Regions from separate parts of the Salmo salar genome. Here region 2 is linked to region 1. Evidence: chromatin contacts called from public Hi-C data. All regions are on one chromosome and are shown on one strand. The core of a region is the stretch at or near the end of the contact, and the rest is flanking DNA. Distances in the headings are between cores, read along the strand shown. Region 1 holds the start of LOC106611615 (AP-1 complex-associated regulatory protein). Region 2 holds the start of LOC106611618 (polycomb group RING finger protein 1).

Region 1 (5,455 bases), core at 1,862-4,361:
TCGCACAAGGAGATGTGTCGCTCGAGTCCAACAAAATGGAATATAACGTTGCGGATATGACACAATTAAGTTAGGAATTAAACAATTTCATTTTTACAACATCTAAAGACCTGCATTACTACAGTATACTGAGCTCTTTGCCATTTCCAAAAGGATGTATTTGGGTGCTTTTGGAGCCTTTGTTCATGTTAACCAAGAGGAAAGCTGTGGAATGACAAATTAAAAAAAAATCACAGCATGGACAAACAAAAGAATGGAAGTAAATGGTTATATCATTTGAGGATAGGAAATGGAGTGTGGACAAATGCTCCAGTTAATTCAGGTAAAAAAGGAAAGGCAAACCAAATGCCAAGTCTGTTTTTTACAGTTCAGATAGTTTGACTTTAAAAGGACACTTGCCTGGGGGTACGATTTACAAATTCATATAGAGATACATACCATAGGCTACATTACTTTAGATTGACCACCAGTTTATGTGGTATTATGTACTTGAAGGGGTTATCAAGAGAAGTAGGGGGAGAGCCAAGGAAAAGCTGAGTGAGGCGTAAAAAAGTAGTGAAGGGACGACAGGCTCACTTCAATAATGGCCGCCTCACCTCCTTTATCTTTCGATCACGTGCCAGCCTGGCAGCCTCACGCTGGGCAGCATTTATAGCCTCCTCTTCTAGCCTTAACTTCTCCTCTTGTGCCAATAACTGAGCAGAAATGATGGAACATAAAGAACACAAAATTGAGAACAGAAAACTAAGACTGCAAAACAATTATGCAAAGCAAATAATGGAAAATTAAGATCGAACCAAATTAAAATAAGCCTTTTATGAGCACTTAGTTAAGATAAGTTGATGCTTAGCCTATCTAGCAACATGAAAGGCACTGCAAAGCTTATAAATGAGAATTTGGGAAGTGTAATGATTCTGTTGAATTGAACCTTCAATTATCAATAAGCAAAAAAAAAAAAAAAAGGTTCTATGTAAAACTACATCTGCATGTATCCATCCCTTTCAGAGGCTCTGGTCTATATACCTTACATAGATGGAGAAGAAACTAGTTGCTTGAGTAAGCCTACCTCTGCTTGCAGCTTCTCGTCTATCAAGGTCTGCTGATTGGAAATTGCAGCATAGCGGTGCTCTTTGAGGTGGAGGATCTCATCTTCGCTGATAGGCCTGGTATCAAAATGAAACAAAGATTACCTCAAGCTAACCTTGACTCACCAAGCCCTGATTAACATTATTCTTCTGAAATGCATTTGAAACATACCTGGGACAGCTTTGTGGGCTCTCTGCCTGAAATTAGAATAAGACAACTTCAAACCAAAAGTGGGCAAAGAATAATGTGCAATACGACAACACTCATTGTGTCTTCTGTGCATCTTCAGACAATATCACCCTTTGGGATTATTTCAAATCAAACAAATATGGTCTACATGTTCACACTTACCTCATCACTCTCAACAAGGTTTTCAAACTGTGGAGACAGAACGGCAATGTAAGTATTAGGTAGTTACATCACCTTCTTTCTTCAAACCAAGTGATGAATGATGAAACATGTCATCTTCCAGAAAGATCTAAGTACAATACCTCTATTGTGTAATGTTCCCCAGCAGTACTGCTTCTAAAGTATTTTGACCTGCATGGACAGAAATATGAAAACACTGTCATCCATTTAGGCTGCTTTTGGTCACTGTGACTTTACATGATTGTCATAACTAGTTCTTTCAATCGAATATATACTGCCTGACATCAAAACTAACATTAAAGCCTAACTGATATCAATAACATCAAGCCTACAGTTTAAATCTGTGTACGCGACTAATACACTTTGATTTGTCACCTCAGAATGTGATTTTCCCTCTAAGGAAGGATGTAATGACTATTCTGCCTACAAAATGTTTTAGATTTGTTTAAATCAGAATTCAATAAAGCATAATCAAATATTAAAAGGAAACGCATCATGCACTCCCACAAATGATGCGTGTCTGTATGGCAAGACGCATACGATGTTTTATTTTACCTTTATTTAACTAGGCAAGTCAGTTAAGAACAAATTCTTATTTTTAATGACGGCCTAAGAACAGTGAGTAAACTGCTTTGTTCAGGGGCAGAACGACAGATTTATACCTTGTCAACTCGGGGATTTCGATCTTGCAACCTTTCTGTTACTGGCCCAACGCTCTAACCACTAGGCAGGGTGAGGAACGCTTCAGTATTGACAATAGAGTTACAGATTGAACAATGAGACAGATATTTCACCGGATGTACTGTAGACTTTAGTCTTGCCAAAGTTTCCAAAAATATCGTTTTTTAGGAGTGCAAGGGCGAATTTAGTTATTGCACACGCGCACTTCACAGGCGTTCCCTAATGGAAATGTGCAAATAAATGGTAGAATGCGCCAATAGGATCTCACTAGCTCCAGCTTGACTCTGCCCACTATGACTCATTTGTTCACATTGGAAACGACAGGCTGTGGTCTATCTTGGGTTAGTTATAAACATCTTCGGTACAGTATAGGTACTAGGTTTAGAAACTATGATTGCTGATGCTGAAAAACCTAACTACCTAGTAGAGAAAGGTGTTTGACAAGCAACTGTGGCACGTATACACCCTTGGGCACCGTGGAGGTTTTAACGCTGCATTGTAACGTTATTGTATGACTGCCAACCCACTGAATACTTGTGTCTAGTTAGCTAACCTAGGCTGGTCAACGCTAGTGTAAAGGGCGTATCACTTACCCGCCTCCTCGTTTTATCCTGTTCGCTTCTCTTCTGAAGATCCCAGAACAATAAGCCCAACAGTTCCCCATCGCATTCTGTCAAAAATACAACTTCGTTGGGTTGGGTGCTAACTTCCTGGATAATCTGAGAAATTAGTTGGATAGCTAGCACAGGTGTTTCATTCCTAAAATCTTCAACCCGTCGCCGCGGACATTAGCTAGCTCTTAAAATTAAAGGGTGACATGACACCCAATGCACAACAGCTCATCGTGATACAGTCTATATTTTTATATACAGAAGCCTGTTGAACATTAATCAGAAAAATGTGGCTAGCAACAGCCGTGGTTTTTTTTGAAGTCTCAGTCAATACTTCCTTTTCCTCGTTCTAGGCACGTGACCCATGTTTAGCTACGGAATCTAACCTGGCTCAAACGAAATGTGCACGCTTCAGATGCAAAAACACTGTTTTGAGACAACAAGAAACTCCTAGGCCCACCATTATTTTTGTAAGATCAACAACTTTTTGGGTGGCTTTTTCACCATCCTCTGTAGTTCTACATAGGACTGATATAAATGAAAACATAGACCGCATATTATATGTTGTACAACATTACAGTAGCCCACATATATTTTAAAACATTATTTTCTCCATTGACACATTGTTCCCTTGGCGCAATTTGGTAGATTATAATTTCAACACTCAATGATAAACATATGTACACGGTAAGCATAAAAAATTGACATCTTTAAAAGTATAGATTGGTAGTGGACTTTGAAGTTGCCGCTCAAGGAGATTTTGGGGGGTAAGCCTACCTGTGACCTTCCAAATCTAGTACATGAGAAGCCTGGGCTTCTAAGTTTAGTGCATATATTGCATTCAGAGCCAAGTGAAGGGATGGTGGTAATACCAGTTGTGAAGTCGTAAATAATGTTTTGTTGTTGTTATTGTGGTAATTTCCTTAGTAGGTGACATCAGAGGTCAACATTTGGGAACTCTGGGATGTAGACCTAAATGGTGCTTTTAAGACAACTGGGCAGTGTTGTAGTACTCAAGTCCGGTTTCCAGACCACATTGAGTGTCTCGGTCTTGGATAAATGTTTACACCGTCTGAGACAACGAGGACTCTTAATTTTTTCCCGAGACCAGGAGAATAAAAAAAACTCATAATTATCATCTCCCATTCAGTCAGCAGATAAAACCGCTTCGCCAGTCCAAATATCCGCACTCCTTTCATGTCACCTTAATATCTTATCACTTACTTTATCCTCAAACTTTGTTTGAATTTCCTTGATTTGCTGGTAGAGAAGAGGGGGAAATTGTGTGAAAGTTGCATGCTTAGTATTAGTAAGGGGAGACTGAGGAAAGTTGTAACATATTTTGTCCTATCTAATATAGACCTGTTTGGGTTAGTGCTAATTTGTAGAGTGCAGTGGTGGAAAAAGTACCCAGTTGTCATACTTGAGTAAAAGTAAAGATACGTTAATAGAAAATGACTCAAGTAAAAGTGAAAGTCGCCCAGTAAAATACTACTTGAGTAAAAGTCTAAAAGTATTTGCTTTAAAATATACTTAAGTATCAAAGTAAATGTAACTGATAAAATATACTTAAGCATTAAAAGTCAAAGTATACATAATTTCTAATTCCTTATATTAAGCAAGTCAGAAGGTACCTTTTTCATGTTTTTTTGTTATTTACGGATAGCCAGGGACACACTCCAACACTCAGACATAATTTACAAATGAAGCATGTGTGTTTAATGAGTCCGCCAGATCAGAGGCAGTAGGGATGACCAGCGATGTTCTCTTATTAATGGTGTGAATTGTACCATTTTCCTGTCCTGCTAAGCATTTCAAAATGTAACTAATACTTTTGGGTGTCAGGGAAAATGTATGGAGTAAAAAGTACATTATTTTCTTTAAGAATGTGGTAAAGTAAAAGTAGTCAAAAATATAAATAGTAAAGTAAAGTACTGAAGTAGTACTTTCAAATATTTTTTACGTAAGTACTTTACACCACTGGTAGAGTGGCTCTTTATTTGCCATCATAATGCATTTTTTTCACCATTCTGAATCTCTATAGAATCTTCTTCTTCTTCTTCTTCTGTGGAGTTTAACGGAGGTTGGCATCCAATATGTTGCATTACCGCCCCCAACTGAACTATAGTATAAATCCATTACACTTTGTGATACAAAATGGTAAAAAGGGAAACAGGAAAAATATTTGTAATTACCCTACCCTTATTAGAAACCAACTACCCCATTCCACTACTTTTACCCTACTTGCTCCTGCACCAACGGCCTGGGAGGATGGGATACCACCACTAAACACACCCTGTAACTCTTCTGAAGTCAAATATCGTATACCCAAATACTTCCCTGCAGCTGCCACCACAACATCTATTTTCTGTGACTTACGTTCTATTTCTGCGATAGAGTCGATAACCACTGCTATGAACGCTAAGAAGCCAACCTTACTGAAGCATATATCAATCGTTGGCCTATCCCTCTGTGCTGACACAGATCTACTACTCTCAGGATCCCTCACCCTTAACCCATCCTTCTCTACTTTCTTCTCTGCCTCATCATACAACACCTTTTGCACTACTCTGACTCTAGCCACCTCAACCTGCCTCGTACCGGACACTTCCGGTCCCCCCCAGCAACATGGGCACCCCTACAGTTGACACACACAACTTTATCCATGAAACTACATAATGCTCTATACCATGCCCTCCTGCACACTT
Region 2 (5,455 bases), core at 1,215-3,714, 330 kb before region 1:
AAATCCTCTTAAGGATCGTACCTTTTTCAATTTTCGCCTAAAATTACTTACCCAAATCTAACTGCCTGTAGCTCAGGCCCTGAAGCAAGGATATGCATATTCTTGCTACCATTTGAAAGGAAACACTTTGAAGTTTGTGGAAATGTGAAAGGAATGTAGGAGAATATAACACAATAGATCTGGTAAAAGATAATACAAAGAAAAAAAAAAACATTCTTCTGTATTTTTTGTACCATCATCTTTAAAATGCAAGAGAAAGGCCATAATATATTATTCCATCCCATGTGCAATGTAGATGTTGGCCACTAGGTGGCAGCAGTGTATGTGCACCGTTTTAGACTGATCCAATGAACCATTGCATTTCCGTTCAACATTTTGTATCAAGACTGCCCAAATGTGCCTAATTTGTTTAGTAACAACTTTTCATGTTCAAAATTGTGCACTCTCCTCAAACAATAGCATGGTATTCTTTCACTGTAATAGCTACTGTAAAGTAGACAGTGCAGTTAGATTAACAAGAATTTAAGCTTTCTGCTAATATCTGATATGTCTATGCCCTGGGAAATGTTCTTGTTACTTACACCCTCGTGCTAATCACATTAGCCTACATTAGCTCAACCGTCCCGGGGAAGGGACACCAATCCCGAATAAGTTTTTTAAAGGGATACTGCGAGATTTCAAGATTTTGGTTGTTTTTCTACTTACCTAGAGTCAGACAAACTCATTCCACGGAGGGCCGAGTGACTGCAGGTTTTCGCTCCTCCTTATAGACTGGTTAGCTGACAACTTCACGAAAACGATGCGCATGCTACAATGCGGGCGTAACGTCTGTGTGCTGTTGTGATTCAGGATCACAGATAACAATAGAGGCCTCTAGTGGCCATAAGGCTGTATTCCAACTTCATTGGCTGATCCTTCCTGCTGACCCTGTTGGAATCATGTCCAACTGGGTCATCAGGAGGGATCAGCCAATCGTGAAGAAGAAAATTGAATACTTTAAAATGGAGATAGCCTCAATGGCGCTTACCATGCTGTAACAGATGCCATAATGGCACGGATACAATGATGAGGCCTCTTTCCAGCTCTATGTTCTGGATGGCCAGATAGCTAGCAACAATGACAAGAGGCTGCCATGTGGGGAATTGTTGGTGGCTCGTTTCAGCTAGTTTTATCTTGTTTTTGATACCATGTCTTGTTTTGAGGTGTTTTGACTGATCTCACGACTATGCTAATATGGCTAAAATTAGCTAGCTAGCTAAACAACAACTGTAACGATGTATTTGAGAGACAATAAGTGCTCATTGTGCAAATGTATTTATGCTTTTGAATAACCATTGGAGACTAAATATAGTTTACATGTTGTCAACAATCGAAGCCAACCCTGTTCTGTTTTGCCCCATAGTTGCGCACACCAGTGGAGGCTGCTGAGGGGCGGACAGCTCATAATAATGTCTGGAACGGAGCGAATGGAATGGCATCAAACACATGGAAAACATGTGTTGGATGTATTTGATCCTATTGCACAAATTCCACTCCAGCCATTACCACGAGGCCATCCACCCCAATTAAAGTGCCACCAATCTCCTGTGGCACACACGTCGGTTTTGTTGCTAAACAACCAACCTGTCTATACTTGATTGATGAATTAAGGTCACTGATTAGTAAGGAACCCCCCTCACAAGGTTGTCTAGGTCTTAATTGAAAGGACAAAACAAAAACCAGCAGACACTAGCGCCTAGTCCATGGAAGGAGTTTGACACCCTTGGGTTAGTTAGAAGGTATATTTCTCTGCTTTGAGATGAGCTGGCTACTGTTCCCGGGAGATTTCCAGTAATTGTGCTAAGCTAACAATATGCAAACTTCAACAATCTCCAAACTACACGCAGAGACATAAAAATGGTATCCATGAGTTAGTCTGACTGGGCAGAGGCGGAGTTAGAGGTTTCGCTCACAGACAAGAGTGACAGTGACAATAAAGGAGAACAAGGAGAAGCAGAGACAGAGTGACAGCAGAGATAGACAGCACAACAGGGAGGAAACAGACAGTTTTTACATGTTGTATTTGTCTTAAACATGAGCTGGTTAAAACGAGCTGTTAAAAATCATGTTTCGCCTGTCATAGGTACAGTAAAAGTTGAGAAAAACGAATTGTTGTCCCAGTCTGTCCCTGGACGTAACTAAGCGGTTGTGTAATGAGTACGATTCTGTGTTTTCCCAAGCAAAAAAAGGCTTTATTTGGATTCCCAATGAAAATTCAACCATAAGCTATATTTTATTAAAAAGATATATATGTTGTTTCTGGACTATCCACCATGCAGCCTGGTTGACAATATGTCCGAGCGGCGCAGATTACTGTTCGGTTTTAGAAGGGCGCTCCTCCCTCACCGCTTTTGCCCTTTCGCGTCACAGGCCATAGACCCGTGCCCTGCAGCTCAGCATAATGGAAGTCGCCCAGTGGTAAACGGCCTGAGTGGGACATCTTCATAAATCCACCATCTTTGATGCTCTTCCACCCGGAAATAAGCAGCATTTTTAAAGATGGCTGAGCAAGGGCCAATGGCGATAGCTATGCGGCTAAGAAATCAATTCCAGTCCGTATATAAGCTCGACCCTTTACGAAATGAGGTAGGTACAAATTAGTTTCGGACTCTATAGACGCGACAAGACCAGTAAGAATTGTTTAAGTTAATTAGAGCTGAATCTAGCTACATAACTACGACGAGGAAAAGCAGCAATGCGAGCGCTTCCTCCTGTCACCAAAGTGATGGAGAGAGAGCTGCCTACGTGTGCGCAGGCGTGTGTGGAAGAGTCTACCCGTGTTTTCTGGGCAGCTACTGCAAGGTCCTTCGTGCAAATGTGTACCGTTAACTCCCCGGTTTCACACCTGTAACGGTCTACACTATTAGTTAAAAGACGCATTTGCGTTTTGGATGAATGAAAATTAGTTTATAGATAACTAGCTAATTGTGTTTGCTAGGCTAGGTAGCTTCTGGTGACGGACTTATCGAACCTTGCTTGTAAAGTGACTAATATGTGTCTTACCTGTGTCCTTTTATTTGCAATTCCATGTGTAGCGTACTGGGTTGCTAGCGATAACTTACAAATAAAGAACGTATAGATTCTACCCTGTTATTATTGACATTGTGTTAGCTTATGTTAGCATAATAGATACTCTGCTTACTCCGCTACAATGTTGCAGACACCTGACACGCCAACCTGCTTATATATATATATATGTGTGTGTGTGTGTGTGTGTGTGTGTGTGTATTGTTTACATACTACACATATTTTGCAGATGTTATCGCAGGTCCAGCGAAATGCCTATGTTTCTAGCTCCAACAGTTCAGTAAGAACTAACAATGCGAAACAAATCCCCAAAGTTAGAAATATCAACCTAGTGGAAAAGAGCAATCATCATATTGTTATTCGAATGAACTCATCATTTTGTCTACTCTAGAATGTAAACATTCTAGCTTGTTTTTGACATTAATGGTACATTGTTGCTGCTCAGAAAAAAAAATCTAGAAAATGCAGGTATACTTTCTACTCGAGATTTCAATAGCAACTTATTATTGTTGAAGGAGGAAGTCAAGTTGAAGATCAAAGACCTGAACGAGCACATAGTGTGCTATCTCTGTGCTGGGTACTTCATCGATGCCACAACTATTACAGAGTGTCTGCATACATGTAAGTGGGCCCAGCCTGTGTTTTCAATGTTTTGGCTTCTTGCCCTCTGAGAAATGGGCAAACTGTTACAGACGTGTATAAACCCTGGATTACTGATGCCTTATTGGCACTCTCCAGAAGAAGTTGTCCTGCATAGGAATTAAATAAATAAAAATAAATAAACATTAAATAAATTACATTTTGTCCTTGAAACAATTAAAGGGATACTTCTAGATGTTATTTACTTCCCCAGAGTCCAATGAACTTGTGGACACCATTTTGATGTCTCTGTTTCAAGTATGAAGGAAGTTGGAGGCATTTTCGCAAGCCAATGCTAACTAGCCTCAGCCATTGCGCTGAAGATGGCCATAGACTTCCAGCCGTTACTGCAACTACTATTAACTTCCTTCATACTGGACCCTGAAACATACAAATGGTATCCAATCCCGAACTATCCCTTTAAGTATTTGTTGTTGCAGTGGGGACAGTAACATTAGAACTTTACAAAAATTATACTTTAAGGATGGCTCACGTAAGTATGGATTAAGGTGTCTGTAATAGAATAAATGTGGCAAAAATGAATGTAAACATTAACAAATGCATTTCTATAGAATTCAAAATGTTTTACAATGGTGAGGGAGTGCTAGATGGAGGTGCAGTGGCTTCATAACAGCGCTTCATGTCAGTCATCTAGTGTATATATTAATCATTGGTCCTAGCCTACTTATTGCCTGTGAATGCATACAGTTGTATAGTACATTTTAATGTTATTATTAAATAACATTAATGGTTAATGTCTCTTCTGCTTCTATTTCAGTCTGTAAAAGTTGTATTGTGAAATACCTCCAAACCAGCAAGTATTGTCCAATGTGCAACATAAAGATCCACGAAACACAGCCTTTACTGAACCTGAAATTGGATAGAGTGATGCAAGACATTGTCTACAAACTGGTTCCAGGACTTCAAGAAAGTAAGTAGGCTAATACTTGTTCTCATTTTTGTTACATAGTACTTTAGTATTGGTTTTGATGTTTCACAAGTCGAATAAAGAACAGTCGCTATTTATCCTGTGTACTTTGGAGAGAAAATAGCTCTCAACTCCTAATTGGAACAGCTTTAGTTAAACTTCAGGAGGAAGCTGCATTACATTGTTAGCCATTTAGCGTGGGTTGATTTTGTATGTGAAAGTCCTTATTCTAGGGTCCTTTGTTTTCTGTTCTTTGAAAACAGGTGAGGACAAGCGAATAAAAGAATTCTATCAGTCGCGTGGGCTTGAGAGAGTTGTCCAACTCTCTGGAGAAGGTAAGCCTTTACAGGAAAAAAAAAATACAACATTTCACGTTTTGTGAATATACAGCTTTTCCCCCAATGTCATATGTTATTAATTTGAAATGGTATCTGTGTGTGTCACCCCTAGACTCCATACCAGATGCTACAGGATTACCTTTCACCACCTTTGACCATTCCAAGGCCCACTTTTACAGATATGACGAGCAGGTCTCGCTTTGTCTAGAGAGGCAAAGGTAAGCTTTCGTGTCATGCCTTGACAAAACTATTCGCAGACCACTGGACTGTAAACAAATTATATTTCAAGTGGTGGATTATCACTGTTAGACTTAAGTGTCGAAGTTCAGTCTTTTGGTTCTATATCCCCAATCAGTGTTTCCTCTAGCTGGTAATTGACATATTTTGTCCATTTTCAAAATACATAAAAGCCAACAATTAAAAACATTGTTGACCCAGAATATATCCTAATGAAAAAGAAATATCCTCTAAAAATCACATTGGC

Evidence for each region. A called contact is a pair of places that touch in the nucleus more often than the background predicts.
Region 2: a contact with region 1 is called in a Hi-C map of gill, with 4 times the contacts expected there. The contact joins the promoter of LOC106611618 here to the promoter of LOC106611615 in region 1. A contact is called at or near these places in 2 of 3 Hi-C or Micro-C datasets (gill and muscle).

Annotation. Positions count from the first base shown.
Region 1 is chrssa09:64,260,995-64,266,449 of Ssal_v3.1, reverse strand. It overlaps LOC106611615 (AP-1 complex-associated regulatory protein), which reads right to left and starts at 3,111. Exons shown (of 9, transcript XM_014212008.2): 1 at 2,730-3,111; 2 at 1,578-1,626; 3 at 1,438-1,464; 4 at 1,258-1,283; 5 at 1,067-1,163. The coding sequence starts at 2,800.
Region 2 is chrssa09:64,592,212-64,597,666 of Ssal_v3.1, reverse strand. It overlaps LOC106611618 (polycomb group RING finger protein 1), which reads left to right and starts at 2,464. Exons shown (of 9, transcript XM_014212012.2): 1 at 2,464-2,625; 2 at 3,582-3,687; 3 at 4,484-4,636; 4 at 4,897-4,968; 5 at 5,084-5,189. The coding sequence starts at 2,539.